Regions from separate parts of the Sus scrofa genome. Here region 2 is linked to region 1. A link is a contact called in public Hi-C data. All regions are on one chromosome and are shown on one strand. The core of a region is the stretch at or near the end of the contact, and the rest is flanking DNA. Distances in the headings are between cores, read along the strand shown. Region 1 holds the start of PLEKHA1 (pleckstrin homology domain-containing family A member 1). Region 2 holds the start of BUB3 (mitotic checkpoint protein BUB3).

Evidence for each region. A called contact is a pair of places that touch in the nucleus more often than the background predicts.
Region 2: a Hi-C map of liver shows a contact between it and region 1, with 5 times the contacts expected there. The contact joins the promoter of BUB3 here to the promoter of PLEKHA1 in region 1. A contact is called at or near these places in 1 of 5 promoter capture datasets (liver) and 1 of 47 Hi-C or Micro-C datasets (liver).

What each region holds. Positions count from the first base shown.
Region 1 is chr14:131,959,335-131,962,758 of Sscrofa11.1, reverse strand. It overlaps PLEKHA1 (pleckstrin homology domain-containing family A member 1), which reads right to left and starts at 1,827. Exons shown (of 13, transcript XM_005654150.3): 1 at 1,544-1,827.
Region 2 is chr14:132,701,267-132,704,690 of Sscrofa11.1, reverse strand. BUB3 (mitotic checkpoint protein BUB3) reads right to left here and starts at 1,603. Exons shown (of 8, transcript XM_005671519.3): 1 at 1,409-1,603; 2 at 772-966; 3 at 1-22. The coding sequence starts at 966.

The sequences.
Region 1 (3,424 bases), core at 578-3,077:
TCTGATCCAGGGATATGCTTCAAGAGAATCCTATCAATGGGTACAGTTGGGTTTATAGCACCATAAAATAAACCAACTATTAACTCAAATTCTGCTAAGCTTAAATAGTCTTGTTTAAATATATAAGTATCATAAAATGTGCTCTCCCCTGGGAAAAAATGACTCGAGGTAAGGAATATTTAAACGAACGCTATTTAGGGAAATATTTTTTTGCCCAACATGAAAATTTCGGTTACGAGAATAAGCAGTTTAGTCAGCATGAATCTTACTATTTTTTTAATAATAGCCCAAGTTCTTTCGTGAAGAAAAATATAGTTTTACAGAATGATTTTTTTCAAGTTTTTCTCTGAATCATAAAAAGCTTACCCAAATTTTGCTGCAACGTGTTTCAATGGCATTAACCAGAGAAAGTATGTGAGCTGAGTGCTTGAGGGAAAATAGAGCAGATTGATCAGTAGTTGGAAGATAAAAGACAATGGTAAAAACCGCATAGTGCACTATTGGTTCCAGTCATTAAGCACACAGGAAGTAAGATTTTCTAGTTAGAAAACTAATTCACAAAGGGCAATGACTTCGTCAAAGCAAAGAAAATCTTATCAAAACAGACAACCATCAATCGTAAAATAAGAAAACAAGTACTAGGATTGGAAGGTGAAACAGGAGAGGAAAATGGCACAAATTGCCTGGCTGTATCTTCTATAACCTGCACTAGCACCTGCCCCCAAACAGTGATGGAGTTTCACTATTTAGGTGCCCAGCCGAGGGCAACTGCTCTGCTTCGGGGCACAGCACAACTACAATTCTACCAAAAGCAGTAAACACTACTTTCATTATGACCACACTTTCCCCTCCGATGGTCTATCCAGGAGGGTCAATAGAAAGCATCTGAAATAAACCACAAACCACTCAAGACTGTTCCAAAGCGGTGCGACTGGCAGCTGGCCTCTAAGCTTAAACACCTGGGTTCCGGTTGCCTCCCTGGTGCTACCTGAGTGACCCTGGATAAGTCACTTCCAGCTGTCGCACTGGTCATCTGCATAATTAAGGTGCGAGGGGAAAGCACTAACACTGCAGGATGCTAAGGCGCAGGGCGGAGTCGACTTGACTCGGTGAGTCCTAAAATGAAAGCGCATGAAAATAATAAAAAACGATGCCCAAGGCAGCTGAGCCCCGGTGGGCACAGCCCTGAAGTCGAGCCACTCCGAAAGGCGTCGCCTGCCGGGAATCCCCGGACAGCTGGCCGGCGCGGGCGTCCAGGGGGAGGGCGCGACCGCACTTTTTAGCAGAACCACCGGCTAGCTCCCCGGCGACGGCGACCGCCGCCGGGCTCCCCACCCTCCTCGGCCGGACGCCGCCGAGGGCCGAGGTCAGGACAACAATAAAGGAAGGAGCCGCGAGAAGACGACGCCGCCGGGAGCTGGCGCGCGCAGGTGAGCCGGCCCCGCGGCCTCGCCCAGGTGCAGCCGCAAGGGCGGACCCGCGAGCAGAGGAGCCGCGGGGGCCGGGACTCCGCGCCGCCCGCCGCCCGCCGCCCCGCACTCACCAGTGCCCGCCAGCCCCTCGAGCCTCCCAGCTCGCTTCAGCGGGCGCCGCGCTCTCGGAGCCCGGCCCGGCTCACCCCGCCCCGGCGCCGCGGAGGTCCTCACGCGGAACTTCCCAGCGGCCCTGGACCTGCAGCACCCGCGCCGCCGCGGCCCGGGGTCCCACAGGCAGTGAGAAGCCGGGAGCGGCGCCCACGACGGCCCGCCTGCGCACTGCGCACGCGTGCCCGCGCCGCCTCAGCCCCCAGACGGCGGCCGAGATTCCGGAGCAGGCACTCCCAGCCCGCGGAGACTACAAGTCCCGACACGCCCCGCGCAGGTCCTGGAGGCGTGGTGGGCCGGGTTCCGGGCGTCTTTCCTGGTTCCAAGGGAGGAGACCCCGGACGCCTCGGGGAGGACCGCGCACGGGGCTCTGGGCCCTTGCACTGCGGTGCATCCTGGGATTCGTAGTTTTTCAGGACGACCAGGCTTGGCTCGAGGGTGGAATTCAGGATTGTCTTATGTCACCGCCTAGAACTTCCAGGCACAGGGATCTTTAAAAATAAGTTTCATTCTTTTGCAGATAATTAGTTTGTAAGCTGTCCCATAATCAGTCCAGGAGGTATAAATTCACAGGCTATTGTGCGACCTGGGGAAAAAAAGCTTTACAACTCTTCACCCCAATTTTTTGCTCCTAACAATTTCTTTCTCTCTAGAACTGTAGATCCACTTCCTACTTAATAGGACAGGAGGCTTAGAGAAACTTAAAGGGTGGTTTAGTAGAAATTCGATTAGTCCAAAGGCTGGAACGTAAATATGTGTTGTCATAAATATTTACTCGTAAATATTTCAAGTGTTTGTTGAGCGCCTACCATGTCAAGGCCAGACTTGGTATACACTTGAGAACAAGTGTCATGGAGCCTGCAGTCTGTAGGAGGAGCTAGTCCTTAAAAAGCAAGATAAAATACATTGAGAGTTCCCCTTGTGGCTCAGCAGTAATGAACCCAACTAGTATCCATGAAAATGCCAGTTCCCTCTGTGGCCCCGCTCGGTGGGTTAAGGATCTGGCGTTACAGTGAGCTGCGGTGTAGGTCCGATTTGGAATTGATGTGGCTGTGGCTCCAATTCCAATCCTGGGAACTTCCATGTGCCTCAAGTGCAGCCTGGGTCAGAGGGTGTTTGGGGTGGAGGAAGAAAAGAAAAAAAAAAGGATAAAGATAAATACATATGTTAATGGTTAATGCCTTGGAGAAACAAAACAAGTTAAAGAGACAGTGTAAGGAGGGGCTCATTAAAAAGGATAGTCAAGAGTTCCTTGTGGCTCAGTGGTTAAGGAATCCAACTAGGAACCAGGAGGTTTCGGATTCCATACCTGGCCTCCGTATGCTGCGGGTGCAGCCCTGGAAGAGACAAAGTCCAAAAAAAAAAAAAAAAAGAAGAAGAAGAAGAATGGTCAGGGAAAGCTCTCAGGGGAAATGAATTTTGAGCTGAATCCTAAAAAAAAAAACAGAATTATTCAGACATGCAAAGAGCTGGGAAAGGATTATATGCCACGCCTGTCATAGTGCATGGCACACACCAGGTTCTCAATAAATATTTGTTTCATTTGAGTCCTTCTTCCTTTCCTTCCCCCACACAGCCTTAGATCACATCCTTCCCCCTTCGAAATCTTTATCAACACCTTCAGAACATCCTTCCTATGTGAAGATGTGCAGGAGACAAACCAATGTCCAGCCATGGATAAGCTGTATATGTACAGCTGCTAGGACAGAAAACACAAGGCAAATGCTGCCCAGGCTGGTGACATGGCTGAAACTGAGACGACTTAACCCCATCTTTATTTGTGAACTGGGTTAAAAGTTCTCATCACCAGAGTTCCCGTTGTGGTTCAATGGTTAACGAAT
Region 2 (3,424 bases), core at 354-2,853, 740 kb before region 1:
CACTCCAGGCATGCGTTGGATCCTACAAGATAAAGTTTCAAATCATTCAAAACTTACAAAGCTATTATTATTTTTTTTGGGCCACACCAGCAGCATGTGTAAATTACCAGGCAGTGGATGGAACCCAAGCCACAGGAGCAATTGGAGGGGCTGGAGTGACAATGCCAGATCCTTAACCTGCTGTGCCACAAGGGAACTCGTAAAACTTACAGCACTTCAAAAAGTGTTTTTAAATTCCTGTTTCTACAGCCAACTATTTCCTTTACATTCAAGATGTACAACAAGCTCAACATTAATTGCAGACAGAAAAAAAAGTTCAAAAAATAGAACAAATAAGTGTTCTACACCCTATGTCATCAAATTAAGAAAGAACTGTTCACCGCAGTGACCGAGAATAAACAAGCATTCCTAGTAGTTACTAAAAAGCCTTCCCTTTAATAAGTCAGCCAAATTTTACTGTCTTCTTTTGAGTTTCAAATTCATTATGCCCAGAAAGTTTGCAGAGGTACTCCATTAGAAGCAAAGGGGAGAACGAGTTTCCGACATTTGCACGTCCCCAGCGCCAAAAAAAAAAAAAAAAAAAGAAAAGAAAGAAAAGAGAACCAAAAAAACAGTACCTGGGGCAGATGTGTGTTCGGGCAGAGGGAGTGGAGTTAGTGAAGCTGTACAAATAACTCCAACGACAAAAGCCCCTGCTCAACACTGGAAAAGGGACGCTATTAACAAAGGAATCTCATAACATAAAAAGGGGGCAGGAGCGGAGACACCTACGTAGAAGGCGCAGTCCAGGACGGCGCCCGTGTGCTGGTACTTGAGCCGCATGGAGTTGGCCGGCACATCATAGAGGCGCACGGATGTGTCCCAGGAAGAAACCAACAGGAACTGGGAGGTGTTGGGGCTGAATTTCACCGAGGAGATGCCGTCCTCGGGTGGCTGGTTCAGCTTGAACTCGTTAGAACCGGTCATCTACGGAAAAAGCGCTCAGTGAGAGTCCCCAAGAATTCGGGGCCGGGGGGCCGCACTGGCTGAAGGCCCGGTCGCGGGGGCGGGGGGAGCAGGGGGCGGGACCTGGGGAAGGCCGGCGACACCGCCTCTGCGCCTGCGCTCGGCCGGCCCGCCAGCCAGGGTCGGGCCTCACCGCCACCCACTGCCGCCCCTCTAACGCGCCCCTCTTAAGCTCACGCCACTGCACCCCAAACTCTAGCCTTCGGTCTGGCCCGCCGCGCCCCTCCCCGCCGCGGGCTCCCGCACGCCCGCCTCTCCAACAAGGCCTGCCGCCCCGAATGCTCCTACAATAAAGGAAGAGCTATACAAGCGAAACCGGTTCCCAGAGGACGGCTCCGCCAGCCCTAGGCCCCAGGAGTTTCCGGGGAGTTCACTTCTGCGCCCGGCTACCATTTCCCGCTACCTTGGGCTCCCTTCAGAAGCAACTTCGCCGCCGCTCGACACCGCGCGCCACCGCCGCCGCCGCCGAGCTTCCCTCGCCGCACTCGCGGGCCGGGCGAAGGAGGCGGAGTAGCTGCTCCAGCCTATGCCTGCCATTGGCTGATTTCAAACGCCAACGCCTCACTCTAGGCCGCCGATAGGTCCGCCGGAAGGCGGGAGTAGGTCAACCCAGTCAACCTCTTCCGGCTCAAAGGCGAACCACGGACTTTCCGATCACGTGATCTCGTTTCACCACTAGGCTGAAACAGCCACGCCGGTCCTGGACAAGTGAAAACTACAATTCCCAAAGAGCATCGCGCCAAGGCAGCGCTCACGCCCTCTCCTGTCCTTATGTGCACGCTGGGAAATGTAGTCTCCTCGGGGGCCCACGCCCTAGTAGTCTCCTGAATAGCAAGCGGGAAAGATGCTTTTTCTAGTTTGACTCTTGGCGCCCTCTCCACCTCAGTTAATTTCTCACGCGCAATAACCCCGTTTTGGTCAGTACTTTTATAGAGCTAAATTAGTCTCCCTTCCACTGGACGTACATATATGCCCATGAAGTGAACCAAAAATTGGAATGGGGAAATATTTGCTCTAATCAATTGCGTATTTTCCCTACTTTTTTCTCCTGGAATTTCCACCTATGAACCAGGGTCTCACATTTACCACTGTCGTAAGATCTGCTGACTTCAGAGAAACTCATCCTTATTTATACTCTTCTTTGTCTCTTCATTCCATCTTTCTGCAAACATTAATTGAGCACCCAGTGTGTGCCAGGCCTGGTGAGAGATTGGAAATGTGCATTAATCAGACCATTGTTTGTTCAAGGAACTCTGTCCAGGAGGTTGAACAGACTGGGGAACAAACACTCACAATGTATTAAAGCGCAAAAGCTTCTTTTAGACATATGTTCAAGTAGGGTCCTGAAATGATAGCTACAAGCTTCTCCCCATCCACCCCCCACCCCAACAACTCCCTAAACTTCCAGGTTAGGTTTGCTCTATTTTCTGTTTCTAGAATCTTCCAGAAAGAGAAGAATCAAGAAGGTTGCTTCTGTATTAAGAAATAATTTGGCCTCCCTGAAAGAAATGCAATACTTAATTTATAACTAGAAGCTGCGACTTACTCTTGAATATCAAAGGCTCACTGAAATTTTTCAATTTAATCCATGCTATAAGGTCTTTTTCACTATTTTACTATGTGATTTCGTATGAAGTGGGAGGAAATTGTTGAGCTTAAGGTGTTTACTTTCTAAGGTACCTTGGTAGAGAAAAAAGTGTTGTTGGTCCTTAAACCATTCAAATACACAGACTCAGGTGCACTTCTCTTTATGAGTCTTGACACGGTCAACACACAACAACCACCCTTCTGCCCAGTGTATTGATGATATTCCAGCCAAAAGGACAGATCTTTGCCCTCCCTCCTCACCAGTCCTCATGCTTGGTTCTCTTTCAACAACTTAATGGCTAGGTTAAGAATTTTAAAGTGCAGTGCCTTGCCTCCACTCTAATTTTGGTTAAATAATTTTATCTCCAAATAATTTTATTTGGTTCCCTCTCCCAGTTGTTTATTTAATTCTACTAGTGTTTCGAGATTCTGAGCATGAATTATCCGCTAATAAAATCTAAGTGTATTTCATTATCCAGTGTGTGTATGATTCAGGTCCCTCTGGGCATGCAGTTGCAGCCGGACTCGATTTGAGTTTTAAGAAACGTCAATCTTTTAAATCCAGTTTAGACCCTGAAAGGAGGCTGATGATTTTGCTGATTATTCAAATGAATTGATAGTCCTGAGATAGGAAATCTGGCCACAATGGAGTCTTAAACATCATTTTAAATCCAAATGCAAAGCCGTGTGTGTGTGTGTGTGTGTGTGTGTGTGTGTGTGTGTGTGTGTGTACTTAGTTACCTATAAGAACGAGAAATTCCTAGAAACTAATCACACTGTTGGTTCAACCTTCGACTGTTAATTTCTGGATTATTTTTTTAAGTGAAATATC